Linked DNA regions of Sus scrofa: region 2 is linked to region 1. Evidence: chromatin contacts called from public promoter capture Hi-C data. All regions are on one chromosome and are shown on one strand. The core of a region is the stretch at or near the end of the contact, and the rest is flanking DNA. Distances in the headings are between cores, read along the strand shown. Region 1 overlaps SASH1 (SAM and SH3 domain-containing protein 1). Region 2 overlaps SASH1 (SAM and SH3 domain-containing protein 1).

The links. Promoter capture Hi-C pulls out the DNA fragments that hold promoters and counts their contacts.
Region 2: a promoter capture Hi-C map of liver shows a contact between it and region 1, with 7 times the contacts expected there. The contact joins two enhancer-like sites. A contact is called at or near these places in 1 of 5 promoter capture datasets (liver), 3 of 47 Hi-C or Micro-C datasets (embryonic fibroblasts, liver and skeletal muscle) and 1 of 2 datasets of contacts at active chromatin or transcription factors (skeletal muscle).

Annotation. Positions count from the first base shown.
Region 1 is chr1:17,329,130-17,336,440 of Sscrofa11.1, reverse strand. It overlaps SASH1 (SAM and SH3 domain-containing protein 1), which reads left to right. Exons shown (of 20, transcript XM_021072061.1): 11 at 830-904; 12 at 2,391-2,534; 13 at 6,203-6,338. Among named protein-coding and RNA genes, the nearest start is that of UST, 190 kb to the right of the region's middle. Within about 2 kb of position 3,665, at least 10 of the 83 cell types and tissues checked have an H3K27ac peak or open chromatin away from gene starts, as enhancers often do. A contact at or near this core is called in liver, where this site is marked.
Region 2 is chr1:17,512,760-17,520,467 of Sscrofa11.1, reverse strand. The region is part of intron 1 of SASH1 (SAM and SH3 domain-containing protein 1); the gene reads left to right. It overlaps LOC106508822 (a long non-coding RNA gene), which reads right to left. Exons shown (of 2, transcript XR_001305890.2): 1 at 7,539-7,708; 2 at 5,572-6,454. Among named protein-coding and RNA genes, the nearest start is that of SASH1, 150 kb to the left of the region's middle. Within about 2 kb of position 4,112, at least 9 of the 83 cell types and tissues checked have an H3K27ac peak or open chromatin away from gene starts, as enhancers often do. A contact at or near this core is called in liver, where this site is marked.

The DNA of each region.
Region 1 (7,311 bases), core at 2,416-4,915:
ACATAAGCAGTTCCAGAAAGTTTGAAAGCAGCCGAAAGGACAATCAAGGCATTCTTTATAACATCAGTGTTTTCCCTATTGAAATGAAGGAAGTGCGGTCAAAGACAGTCCCAGAATCAAACTTTTTCTTTCTGGGCAAATGTGGTGTCTTTCCTTCCTACAGTCTGAGGAAAGGGGTCATAAGGAATTCAGTTGGGCAGTTAGATGGGAAAGTTATCAGCATTTTTGGCGAGGTCAGGGAAGCAATGACTGAGTAATCCTCTGGCCTGATTAGACTCTATTGTAAACATAACCTTTTCCCCTCCATCTCAGCAATGTAAAACTAAACAAAACAAGAGTCTTCGAAAAGCCTGCTGTCGGAGGCAGGGCTATAGGACTTCAGATCTGGATTCCCGAGACCCCTCTGAGCAAGGGGTTCTCTAATGAGTTTTCCCTCATTATCACTGCTATATGCAGCCAATATTAAGGGGACTGGAAGGGGATTCTGTTGCTAAGAGACAGGGAATCTTAGCGCACTTCACACAGGTATGTTTATTGTTGTTGCATTTTTTTTTTTTTTTTAAACCACTGGATTTTTGTTAAGGGGATTCTGAACCTCTGGTGTAGGCACAGTTCCAGTGGCCTGTGGAAATGCAAAATGAGTGACGTCTCCTGATAACATAAGTCATGGATTTTTTTTTTTCTTCATCATTCCTCATTCCGTACGTCCATCGCGTAACTTTTTGTGACTCCGTGATGTCTTGCACGAGGGAAACGTGTTGGGTGGCTGCACTGCTGGCCACCGTAAGCATAACCGGATTATTCCCACCCTGCCCTCTCCTTTCCACAGAGAACCTGCAGTTTTGGAGGCTTCGACTTGACAAATCGTTCCCTACACATCGGCAGTAATACTTCAGACCCCGTGGTGAGTGAGCATCAGAGCACAGCAAAGGGTTTGTTTGGATCAAGTGATGTGGTTGACGCAGTTTCGCATTTGGTATCTTTGAGAGTCACTGCTGGGTAATGACACTGCTCCTCGGGAATCCTAAGTCACACTGGGAGAGAAGTCCTGTTTCCCCACCTCAGTCCCCTTACTGTTGCCCCCGAAGTGAAATGACGACCACCTGCAGCTTCCCTCTCCCTCTTGGCAGTAGCCGCATTTCTTTGATGGCTTGGTTTCCAGGGTTCTTGGAGTCACAAGTGCAGATGAGCTTGGTTTCTATGGTGTTGGTCATTGGTGCACACGTGCTTTTTGTCCACACCAGTTGCAAGTGGATGGGGCTGTTACACACAGGTAGTGCCATAGGATGAAGCCCTGGGATTTGGGTTCCAAGAGTATGCGCCAACATTTCTGAAAGCCAGCTTTGTCACAGGCCAGGTGCGTAGCCCTACCTTAAGCCTAGGTCTTTCTGATTTGAAGTGTCCTAAAGTGGACCCAGTCCTTGTGGGGCAGAGCAAACCAGACTTCTCAGGGCCAAGGTTACTGCTTCCTCAGACCTGTCTCTGGATGGTAATCTAGGGACAGACCTCTGAGGTACCCAAGTTCTCCCTAAGGCTTGCTGTCTGAGGTCCCAAGGATGTAGGTGTATTTTCCATACAGTTTTGTTTCCCCCTGGTGCATTTTGTCATGAAACTGTGAAATTAGGATTCTGTGCTTTCCACTTGTCATATCACATGTCAGCTGAAGAACTCATCTTTGTGGAAGTGTTTAAGAATTTCCTGGAGGAATAAATCTATTTTATTTGGATATCAAATTGTATTGATTTGTAAACCAAAAATGTCCTGGAGTCAGTCTTTTAAAAAAATGAAAGTGTGATTTTTTTTTTTTGTCTTTCCTGGGGGAAATGTTTGTTTGTTTCAATGCAAAATAGAATGAGGTGACCGCAATCTAACTGGTTCAGAAAAGGAAATTTTCACACTCTTACTTAGGGTCTGAGCACAGGAAATGATATAAATCCTACCAGATGCTGGACATCTCATAATTGAGATTTGCTGTTTTGTTCTTACCACTTTCCTAGGGTGATTAGCTGTATAATCTTTCCCTTCCTCCAAACTGCTGGGATTAAGTGAGCGTTGGTTCATCTAAGTCACTATTGATGAAATACAGTCCCTTTGGGTGTTTAAAATGATGGGGGGAAAATAATAGAAGAATATACTAAGATTGAAGAAAGTAAAGTGACTTACATCCCACTTCAAACAAACAATAAACAAAAGCCCCTTAGTCAGTAGCTTTTAATTTTTAATTGAAAAGATAAATAACCTAGCAGTGAATTAATATAAGGAAAAAGTGAAGGTCCCGAGGCATGCCCATGTTTTTCTGAGAGGTCGAACATTCAGGATTTGAATAATAAAACCTGTTTGGGAGCCTCATTTTCTGTGATTAAAGATGCTTATAACCTTTTGTTTTGCAGGGTAAAGAAGGAGATTTTGTGTACAAAGAAGTAATCAAATCACCCACTGCCTCCCGCATCTCTCTTGGGAAAAAAGTGAAATCAGTGAAAGAGACCATGAGGAAGAGAATGTCTAAAAAATACAGCAGCTCTGTCTCTGAGCAGGTATGTGAGGGCCAGGCAAAAAGCCCCCTTGGTTCCTCCCGACGACAAGAAAAGCCGAGCACGGTCAATCTGAGATTTTACATGGTACTATACACATGCATTGACCTTAACAGGCTCCAGGACCATGCTTAGTTTATGTGGACAAACACTGGATTCAGCAAATATTTATTAATCACTTAGGTGCTGGGCATACAGAGCAGGCCCTGCCTTCTAGATATAGTGAAAGAAAACACAGCCATGTAAAGAAATGATTTTTCTTTAATGCAGTAAAAGCACTAACTACAAATTAGAACACAAAGGAAGGATTTTCTTTTCTAATGTAGCCCTTGCTCCAAAATGGGCGTCCCTGGGATCAAACCAAAAAAGGACAATCATGTTTTCTTAGACAGCAGACTTCTTTCTCTCTCTCTCTTTTTTTCCCTTATCAAAGAAATGCAGTGTTAGGTCGTTCTAGAAGCACAGAGCATGTGTGAGAGGTAAACTTAAGGTGCTTCCTGGATGTAGGACTGAACATACTACTGCTGTTTCTGTGAGGGTGTTTTCACTAAGTAGCCCAATCTGCAGCCACTAAGATAACACAGAACTGACACCTCTCCCTTCCCCAATTCTATAATGTCATCACTGGGAACATGACCTGTTTCTGTCTTATTTGTGTGGGTAGAGGGAATAATGACATTTGGAAAGCTGGGCCTGGAGATAATTTTGACCATTAGATTTTTAGAACCCTCTCCGCTGGCACTTTTATAGTGTTCATTGTGTAGTCTATTGAAGTCCCTGTGCGTGAGCTGGTTGTCTACCTGAAATGTGGAGGTGATGCCGCTCTATCTACTGAATAAAACAGCAGGGGAAGCAGACATTTTTGTTCAGCTGCTGCCCTCTGGTGGACACAGAGAGCTAAAAACCAAGCCTCCCTGTGTATTGCTTTGCACACCAGCTAGCCAGCCTCCTGCCCTGTGAGACACACAAAGCCTGTACATCTTCACTTTAGTACAGTGGTTCTCACATACTGTAGGAGGTTGATTTTGCTCTCCCACCAGCCCCCGGGCTTTGGCTGGGGACATTTTCGATAGTTGTAACCGGGTTGGGGTGGGGTGATGTTGGGTGCTACTGACATCTGGTGGATAGAAGTCAGAGATGCCCCTTACAATACACAGAGCAGCCTCCCCCCACAACAAAGAATTGTCCATCCAAATGCCATTCGTGCTCAGGTTGAGAAGCCATGGCTTGTTAGACCTACAGGGGAAGTCTGGGCAGCCTCTAGTGTCTCTTCTCCATGATTGTTTTCCTTGTTCTTTTCATTTCTTGTCCCTGTGGGTGTGGGAGTGACGGTGACTCTGTATTTCTGGCCAGCAGTGACGCAAACTCTGCACTCCTGTGAAACACACATCATGCCAAGGAAAGCAGTGCCTCAAATTTAAAGCACTTTGTTTAGTTGGCTTTTCCCCCAAATTGAAACATCCACCAAAAGCTCTTGTAAACTTACATTCCTAGGCGTTTTCCACTTGATGAATCATGAGCCTCGACCTTTAATGCCGTATGGAGCCTTTTTCTATAATTTCACTAGTATGTAGATATCTCATATTTTTAGTCCTCTGTGTTTTTAAAACAGTCATTTCACATAAACCAAAAAAAAAAAAGAAGGAATCACTGTCATGTTTTTTGGAGAGACAAGTATTACTGATGGAAGGCTTTAATTTCCCCCCTACTTTTTACTAAGTATACCAACTATTCTGGTAAGGATTTGTGTCTGCTCTATTCCTACTCTGTATGCCCAGCTTCTAGAATAGTACCTGCTCTTGCAAGCAATCAATAAAGATGTGATAAATAATTTTCTAAAAGCATTTGTGAACATAGAGTATACAAAGTGTATATTTCCTATGACTGTTTTTCAAAATGTGAGATTTTTTTTTTCAGGAGCATTTTAAAAAGATTTTAATTGGAAAGGTGGCTGATTTTATGATTCAAAAAATGAATGAAAACCTACTCCAGAATTCGCCCTTTGCAGTTTAAGTCACTTCCTAATAATGCTCCCCTGTTTATGGCAGTTGTTGTTCAGGGTATTTGCTTACTCTCCTTATGTATAAAGCAGAAGTGTGTTTTGGGTCAGAAGCTGCCCTTACTGTTGTCCTTAAATGTTTGCAGGGCCCCCGCAGAATCTCAGGCAGAGCCCGTCTGATGATTCGGCACTCTGCAAATAACAGGTTTCGTTTAGATGGTTTAGTGCTCACGTGGCTGTGTAGTATGCCAGAGAGTGTTCTATTTGGGCAAGTAAACCATTCTGGCTATCATTGGCTATCGACATCTCAATGAGCAGGCTCTAGTCACCCTTCATTTGCCAAGCTAATGATACCTAGGCATCCGAGAAGTGAGTAAAACTGCTGAGTCATAACTGTTGACCTTACCATCTAAAAGGGACTTCGCAGCTTTTTACTAACAACACAGAAAAAGAAGTGAAAGAAGGTGAAATCCTAGGGTGACGTATGAAAATTGATTACAGACAGAACAGTGGTATGTTTGCTCTACAGTTGACCCTTGAACAACACGAGCTTGAATTGCACAGGTCCACTGAAAGGTGGATTTTGCTAGAGCACTTCTGGATCTGTGGTTGAATCTGGCAGGTGCAGTACCCCGGATAAGGAGGCCAACTACAAGTTATATTCAGATTTTCAGCTGCAGAGTGGCTCAGCACCCCTAATCTCTGTGTGTTCAAGGGACAGCTATATATCTGGGTCTTAAGTTAGTATTTTATTAGCCAATTTCAATAACTTTGTGATAGAAATATATAAGAATCTGGCCTTTTTTTTTTTTTTGCTTTTTAGGGCCACACCTGCGGCACATGGAAGTTACCAGGCTAGGGGTCCAACCGGAGCTACAGCTGCCTGCGTACACCACAGCCACAGCAACGCAGGATCCGAGCCACATCTGTGATTTACACCAGAGCTCACAGTAACACGGGATCCTTAACCCACTGAGCGAGGCCAGAGATCACACCCGCAACCTCATGGTTCCTGGTTAGATTCGTTTACGCTGCGCCACAGTGGGAACTCCCGGAATCTGGCTTTTTTGTTGTTGTTATTGTATCCATGGCATGTGGAGGTTCCTGGGCCAGGGATTGAACCCATACCTCAGTTGCAGCCTGCCTCACATGGGTTAAGCTGGATCCTTAACCCATGCTGCCACAAGGGGACTTCCACATCTGGCTTTTTTTTAAAAGACAAAAGATACCCTCTTTTTTTTTTTTTTTTAAGTGTAATTATTTCAGACAGGCTTGATGTCCTTTGATAGTACCTTCTGGACACTGCATTATTTGCGGATTATATCGAATCTGCACTTAAAGTCCAGTTTTTTACTGCATAAGGAGTTTGCTCAAAAGTCTCTAAGTCTTTAATGAAATGATCTGTCTACAAGGTAGATAGATTTTTTTTTTTTCAAGAACATCTATTTGAGCATGTAAAATACTTCTTGAGTGCTTAATTAATAGTTACATGAGCCACAACTTTAAAATGAAGAAGGCTATAGATTACAAAGAAGGAGACTATTAGGTGAAGAATCAGACACGGATATAAGAATGGATTTGCTTGACTTTGTTGTGGGCTCGACTGCTGTGAATTACAAAAGGACGCCCGTCCCCTCTGATGAGCTGTAATGTTTCTTGAAACCCATTTCAGGATTCAGGCCTCGACGGAATGCCTGGCTCCCCTCCATCCTCTCAGCCTGACGGCGAACACATGGACAAGCCCAAGCTCAAAGCTGGAGGGTCTGTGGAGAGTCTGCGGAGTTCTCTGAGCGGCCAGAGCTCGATGAGTACGTCCCGTTTGTTTTTTTTTTCTTTTTGCTATTTCTTGGGCCGCTCCCACGGCATATGGAGGTTCCCAGGCTAGGGGTCCAATTGGAGCTGTAGCCACCGGCCTACGCCAGAGCCACAGCAACGTGGGATCCGAGCCGCGTCTGCAACCTACACCATAGCTCACGGCAACGCCGGATCGTTAACCCACTGAGCAAGGGCAGAGACCGAACCCGCAACCTCATGGTTCCTAGTCGGATTCGTTAACCACTGCGCCACGACGGGAACTCCAGTACATCCCGTTTGTAATCGTAGATGATTTCCTTGGAGTCAAAATCAGACTTTTCCTGAGTGTCAGGTTCAGGCAGTTGAAAGGTAAGACGTTTCTACCCGTAAGATGCCCATACGGAGACACACCCGCAAGATACCTGGCCCTGGCATCCTATTTGTTCTGTAGCTGATGCTCAGCAGTGGCACAAGAGGTGAATTTGAGTCGGAAAAGAGAGAAAGCAGGTCAGAGGAAGATCTGGAGCCTGGAGGCGAAGGGGTTGGGGTGGAGGTGGGGCAGCTCACCAGGTGAGCAGCGGAGTCAGAGCAGAGGGCCAGGGTCCTGCCGGGCACACGCTGCTGTCCCGCCCCACCTCAGGGAGCATCCTCCGCCTACAGTTGTAAATAGCGATCCTTGGACCACCGTTTTGTCTTACAGATTTGGGTAGAAATAACCTCATCAGCTCCTTGTCCCCTGCTATTGTCTTTGTCCTTGTGAATCCAGTTCCTTTATTAGCCTTTTATTGGGGTTTAATAAAAGAGAAGACAAATGCTTCTCTTCAGCCTGCAGTCTTTAATCAGAAACATTTTTATGCAGGATTCAACACAGTAATGTGACATTATTTTTCCCTGATGAATTTTGGGCACTGGGAGGTATCAATAATTCTCTTCTGGTTTGACAATGAAAGCCGATATCTTCATAACTTTTATGATTAAAACATTATT
Region 2 (7,708 bases), core at 2,863-5,362, 180 kb before region 1:
GGAAACCACCTAATATTATTAAGCGGTAAGAAAGAAGAAGATCTTGTTATTGGTGGACTTGGAGAGCATGACGCTAAGTGAAAGAAGTCAGAAAGACGAATACTGTATGATATTACTCATATGTAGACTCTAAAAGAGCTTAATTCATAGAAACAGAGAGTAGAATGGTGGTTACAAGGGGCTAGGGGTGGAGGAACTGGTGAGATATTGGCCAAAAGGTAAAAACTTCCAGTTGTAAGACAAGTTCTGGGGAATCTAAGGTACAGCATGGTGAGTACAGTTAATCCTGCTGTATTATACTTGAAAGCTGCTGAGAGAGTAGATCTTCAATGTTCTCACCACAAAAAAAGGCACGGTCATGGTCATGGTCATTGCGTGACATGATGGTGATGGAGGTGTGAGCTCACACCAAGGTGGCAATCATCTTACAATATATAAGTGAACACACTGTACACCTTAAACTTACGCAATGTCATAGGTCAATTATATCTCAGCAAAGCTGGAAGGAGAAAGCAGGAGTACTTCAGGAAAAATTAACAGTCGGAACAAAACAGAGAAGCAGAAAATAGGAAATACAGAGAACGTGGGGGAAAGTAGATAAGAGCCTCCCAGAGTAACTCTATGTTGGATCATAACAGAAAATCAGGCTGGAAAAGCAGTGTGGGATCAGACAGGAACTGACGTACCCCTGCTAAAGTGCCCGCATTGTTATGCCTTGTAGCCTTTTGCCTAGATTAGCAGCATGGCTGAAAAGTTGCCCCGTCTAAATTTTCACCCCCTTCTAGGTTCCACATCACCATTCATTATAAAATAAACCTAAGTTGAACAACTGAACAATTTATTTTCAAAAACACAAGTGTTTACACTCCCTCCCTCCTTTCTTTAGGCTGCACCTGCAGCATGTGGAAGTTCCTGAGCCAGGGATCAAACCCACGCCAAGGCAGTGACCCAAGCCGCTGCAGAGACGATGCTGGATCTTTAATCTGCTGTGCCTCGAGGGAACGCCTTATACGGCTCGTTTGATGCTTCTGAAAACCAGAGCTGTGTTTTGTCAAAATCTAACATAATGTCAGACATAATCGGCCCTCAGTCAATTTTTTTTTTTTTTTTTTTTTTTGCTTTTTTGCTTTTTTTTTAAGGGCCACATCTGCGGCATATGGAAGTTCCCAGGCTAGGGGTCCAATCGGAGCTACAGCTGCCCCTCTACACCACAGCCCCAGGAACACGGTATCTGAGCCACATCTACAACCTACACCACAGCTCACTGCAATACTGGATCCTTAACCCACTGAGTGAAGCCAGGAATCGAACTCGCATCCTCATAGATCTTAGTTGGGTTCGTAAACTGCTCAACTACAAAGGGAACTCTGTCCCTCAATCAATATTTGTTGCCTAATGAATCAATGAATGAATGATGGACCAAGATATCTCCAATTTGAACCAGTAGGAAAGACTAGTCAAAATTATGGAATATTCTCAAAGAGAACAGAAAGTAGTATAAATTGAATGGCTTATTTAGAAGAATTACACACGAGGTATTTTATGGCACTTTTAACTGGCTGTAAAAGAATTTCTGATGTTGATGAAACAGCCTCCTTTTTTTTTTTCTCTTTTTAAAGTTTTATCCTGTTAATTTAGTTAGTAAACTCCTACCTGCACCCCCCCACCCCCGCCCCCAATAGTACAAAAGCAAATTTTACCCAGCTTGGAATGAATTATCATGAATCGTGATTAGTCATTCTAAATTAAAGTAGATTTATTTATGGATTTACTAGTGAATGGTTGATTTGTCCCTTGGCTATCATTAATCTTTAGCTTCTTAATTTTGCCTTTCGGTAGTTATTACAGAGAGAAATACAAATTTCCTAAAGGTATTTTACAGGGTTTTTTGTTTTGCTTTGTTTTGTTTTGATCGCTGAAGAGTAGCTCTTATTTGGGTAATTCTTATTGTCTATGCTACTCTTGAAGAGTTCTTTGGCAAATGAAGATTTGTATTTTTCATCTTTTTTCCTTTCATGTGTGTTCCATTTAGACCAGGAAATTGACATTTCAGCCCAGAAGACTTAGGCCAGATGTTAGTCCACTGGCTGAAAGATGGATTTCCTGCCCTAATAGGTGACCTCTGAAAGCAAAATAGGCTTTTTCTTAATGGATAGACTGTCCAAATGACCTCATTTCTAGAACAAGGGGCCTTTGTTGTGTCTCTTTGCTGTTGGAATCAACATCATCTGATTTTTGAAAATACTCAGTAGATAAAGAGGAGCTAGTACCTAGTTGTTTCATTTATAAGGCAGAGGAAAAAATTATGCTTAGGCAATACATTTTTTGTTCCTTTAAAAATATTTGTGTTCCTTAAGAGGGAAATGGTGCAGAAAATCTGGTGCCTGCGTACCCATATTAATACTTCTCTTAGATTTTAGTCCTTATGCCAGCCAGCACTAACCGTAGGAGCAGAGCATGTTACGTTTCCCTAAACAGGGAATTGTTTCACTAAGCTTGACCAAGGCACTATTTAAAGAAGTAACCATGACCCCAGTGTCCTGCCACTCAAATTTCTATCTCTGTATGTGAGAAGCTCATTGAGACATTCTCATGGTGCCACCTCTTTTGATGAGTTCTTCACCAAGTTCATTTATTTATATCTTCAACTGTATAAGGCGGCTCAGAAAAATTGAGATAATTGAGCCTTTGTGTGTGTGTGTGTGTGTGTGTGTGTGTGCACATGCGCGCGTGCCTCTGTGTGTGTCACAGGAAATGCAATTTGAAAGAAAGTACCCAGGAAAGGAAAATGGCTTTGAATGACTGAGGGGAGATTGAAAAATTTACTATACATGGGAAGGATTGCGTGAGAAGAAAGATGCATGGATCTGAGGTTCTAAAATGATAGAACTTTATAGCAGAAAGGAAAGTTGAGATTTCTTCTCTCTCTCTCCCTTCTTTTTTTCCCTTCCTTCTTTTTTCAGAAACAGGAATGGGAGTACCTTTTTAACAGCCAACAGGTACATTTAAGGGGTGTAATAGCCTCATTCCTTGTGGTCCAAAATGTTGGCTCTTCCATGAAAGTCATAGAACAGAATAAAGCCAAGCTCTTTTCGGACTTCACATCAGGCTGGACAATGCAACTAAGACTCATGGTTGTCTCAAGTAATTTATGCAAATATGTGACTCTTTAAAAAAAAAATGAGTGGTAAAAATGGATATCACACTTTCCTTTGTTTTAATGTCAACACATATTTTTTCCAGAATGTTACACTCAGCTCAATGCCCTCCCATTTAATAGTCATATGCAAACTATTTTGCATATGTACAATTTTATTTATAAATAATCTGTTATTGAAAGTATTCTAGATAATACATCAATTCTGGATAAGATTTGTAGTAGTCTTCTTAGTCTTCCGTGGTTTCTGGGATTAATTTTGTAAGTGCGAATCTTTTGTTCTGTGTATATAACATTACAGCACTTCAAAGAAGCAGAGTGATAGTTTTAATTGGAGCTTTTAAATTGAATAGAAAAAAATGTATTTTTCACAAGTATGTTTAAGCAAGAGAGACAGCCAAGGAGGCATTCTCATTGGGTAAAGTTTATAAAATAGACAAGATTGATGAAGCAATTTGGTTGGTGCCTGATACTTGCCAGCTGTGCTTTTAAGACTTTTCTTGCACAATTGGGAAATATTTAACATAATCTCTGATCTCTTATTAACACATTCCTTTTTTTTCCTCTCTTACAGTCTCCTAAGCTAAACAGATAAATAGCACAGAGTATGATGCTAAAGATCATTCCTTCTCCACGCTTCCTTTTGTTTCTCGTTTTCAGTGTCAGTCAGCTCTCACAGAACCTCACAGCTCCCGCAGGAGACACTGCTCTTGTGTTAGTTCAGAAGTAATTATATGGTGAGTTGAAGTCTCTGGGTTCTTTGCCTGAAACATTGTTAATTCAATGTTGTCAGCCCCCTCAGAGGTTTTTGTTTCTTGTCTAGAATGTGTGTTACTGAAGAGTTCAGAACCCTCATATTTCAGAATCACTAAGGGCTTTAGAAATGATGTAGTCTGACCCGACTCTGCAAAATGAAATCTCGGTCACATCGTATTATGCCTGATGGAATAATTCCCAGGCAGAACTTTGGTGTTTACATTGCATCAACACAGAGGAAAACTGAACTGGCCAGGCTAGTAACATTGCTTATCAGAGTGGAAGAAGAGATTTCAGAGAAAAGTATTTATAGCCCTGCAGCCTCATTTGGTTTATTTACCTTCTTTCCTTGGCCTTTTTGGGCTGTCTTCACTTAGTTTTCATTTCTCTTTGGTTTGCTCTTAGCTCTTTGCTCAATCTCTCTTACCAAATACTCCATGATGAAGAGGCTTTATTATTATTATTTTCTTTTTAGGGCCACACCTGTGGCATATGGCAGTTTCCAGGCTAGGGGTCAAATTAGAGCTACAGCTGCTGGCCTACACTACAGCCACACCACCACCAGATCAGAGGACCATCTGCGACCTACACACAGCTTGTGGCCATCCCAGATCCTTAACCCACTGAGTGAGGCCAGGGATCAAACTCATATCCTCATGGATACCAGTTGGGTTTTTAACCCACTGAGCCACAGTGGGAACTCTGAAGAAGCTTTTAAACAGGTACTACTTTAGCAGGGGTTTGGCTTGCTTTGAAGGGAGTTGTGAAAAAACTGTACACTTACATTTATTTGGGATTGTCAGGGGAAAAATGTTTTGGCATTTCAGTCTTTCCTTACAGTTAGTGCCCCTAAAGCACTGTGGAATGCCCCAAGTTAGAGTGCCAGAGAGGGCTGCCGATGGTAGGCAAAAACTAAACGAGCTTATCTCTTTTCATTGCTCAATTTCGGAAAGCAAAAATGGTAAAAACTAAAGTGGACTATTTATAATCTTTTGGATTTAATCTCTGCTTTAGCTCACATTTTTTCTGCAGCAAATATATTGCCTCTGAAAAATAACAAGTGTTTGAATGAAACTGTGTTCCTAAAACATATGCTACTCTTATGGATAATACATTTTATTCCAATAAATACATTTAATTCCAATATTTTATTGTTTGCCCTTTAAAATCCATCTCTGAACCTGTGATCTGGAGAGCTCCATTCACGTATCTCTGAACAGTTTCTTTTACCAATTAATTTTAAAAAGCAATCCAATGGTATAGTTTTCTATATATATATATATTTCTTTTTTCTTTTTGGCTTTGCCCGTGGCATGTGGAATTTCCCAGGCCAGAATCAGACCCACGCCGCAGCAGTGACACCACCAGATCTTTAACCCACTGAGCCACCAGGGAACTCCTAAAAGAACTTTTAAAAGCAAAAGCCATCTGACTTTTTTCTGCTCCATGTAGCTGTGTTCACTTGAATTCAAATTCTCTGGAGCCCATTTCTTTATCCTCAAAATGAGAGATTTGATCCAGGTCACCTCCAAGGCCCTTTCCCACCCTAATGGGATATGTAACTCTATTATAAAAAGCTCTTTATAAATGGTACCCTATGGGACTCTGAAATAGTATGATGGCAATCGTGATGTTGCTGATTATTCTTTACATTTTGTAAAAAAAAAAAAAAAAAAAAGCCCCTGAAGGAATTTTTGGAAGATTGACATTAATCAAAGGAAAAACGACTCAGTTCCTATGGGATCCTGCTGTATAGCACTAGGAACTATGTCTGGTCACTTGTGATGGAGCATGATAATGTGAGAAAAAAGAATGTATACATGTATGTGTGACTGGGTCACTTTGCTGTGCAACAGAAAATTGACAGAACACTGTAAACCAGGTATAATGGAAAAAATAAAAATCATTACAAAAGCAAAAAGCAAAAACAAAAAACCAGAACCACCCCCACCAAAAGACTCAATTTGGAAGAAGTAATCAGATTTATTTTGAGTAGAAGCATCACGAAGCTGATAAGTGAAAATGTTCAGCTTCATTTTTAAGACAGTCAAAAAATGATACATGTTCTATACGTAGAAAAATGACTGTTCGAAAACTCATATTTATATACAGACAACAAAATTATAGGTGTTAGGTTTGCCAAGGGAAGAATGCACAAGGCCTAGCTGGTAAAGCAAAAGAGATTTATGAAGGCATCAGAGGGGCACGGGCTGAGCTCAAGATGGCACCAGCCCTGACTGTGAGCAGGTTCCAAGCTTATAAAGGATCCGTGGCAGGAATCTGTGCCGGGAGTTCATGGCGGGAACTTGTGGCAAGAACGACAAGAAGGAGGAGCGGAAGTTCAAGGGCGGAGTAGGTGGGGAGGGGTAGGTGGTCGAGTCCTGTGACAGAGGGCAGTGAATCCTTGTAGGCGGTTAATCTCTGCTCCACATTCCGGGGAAGGGTGTAGGTCTTGTGCAGGCTGTACCCAGGTCCAAAGCAGGTCTCCAAGGTCAAAAGGTACATTCGAGGGGTGGGGTCTGTCTCCATCCTCCTGGGAACCTATTAATAGGTACCAACATTCCCCTTCAAATGCATTACTTATTTCCTTTTCTATTTATTAGGTTGTGCCAGGAAAAGGAGCTTAAATGTCTAGAGTAGATTGATTGCTCTGAGTTCCAAAATGCTGGTTAAGATTTAATTATATTGATATGTGTGTTTAGGTTGTGGCTAAATAATACCTATGTTTAGATGACCCTGACATATAATATCACCTTTGAGGAGGTAGGTGGCAATTAGTGTGGCCTTGCTACATCTAGAATGGGGAAACGGAGGTGGCACAGAAAAGTTAAATGCTTTGCCCTCAGGTCATCTGATGAGGCAAGAAGAAGGACTCCCGACTGGTGCTGCCCCCACCATCCTGCTTGTATGGCTTCATTCTCAGTCACTGGTCAGAATGTGTTTATGTGGAAAACAAGCTGTCCCCAGTAGAGGTAGCACTGTCCTTTGTATTTTCTGGAATTGAGTAAGGTACCAGGTGGCTAAAACACTGAAATTCTTAAGTAGACTAGTAAACCCAACTCTTAACAGTTGCCTTACCTTTCTCATCATTTACTTCTGTTCATGTCTTTATAGATGTAATAATAATGTGCTGATGATAACAAGCCCACCACTGCTTTAGAGAATTTATTTGGCTACCTAGCATCTTAGAACACATACCTGGCCTAAGGCCAGCTTCAGCTCAGAAAAGCACCAGGCGTGGGCATACTGATTCTGTGCCCAGCACTCCACTTCAACACAACGCCTCCTTACTGTCAAGGGAAAACTTTCTCATTCTTTCTCTTTCTTTTCAAAAATGTTGTCATCAGGGATTAAGCTTATACACGTAATTGCTTTTGAAACTTTTTATTTTTTTCAATCTTGCACTTTCTTCTAAGGGCTATTCATCCATTTGCGTTGATTCTCCCTAATTCCTGCTTTTAGGAAGGGGATTTCAAGGACGAGCGCTCTTCGGTCCCTCAGCCCTCCTTTAATGTGGTGGGCTCAGAAGGAAACACACACACACACACACAACCAAGAGGCCTCTAAAACAAGCAAGGACTCCCCCCACCACCCCCGCCCCGCCCCAACCCAGGGGGCACCTTACCTGGTTTTTTGTACCCTACAGCGTTTTGACCTAAGGGCGGTTCCTCGTGGTTTCCGAAAAGTTTCACAAAATGATCAAACACCCAATCAAATGTGACCTGGATTGTCAGCTCTCAGGGTAAATTCTCTGAGTGGTTTGTAAAGAAAGGATCACAACAAATGAAATACTTC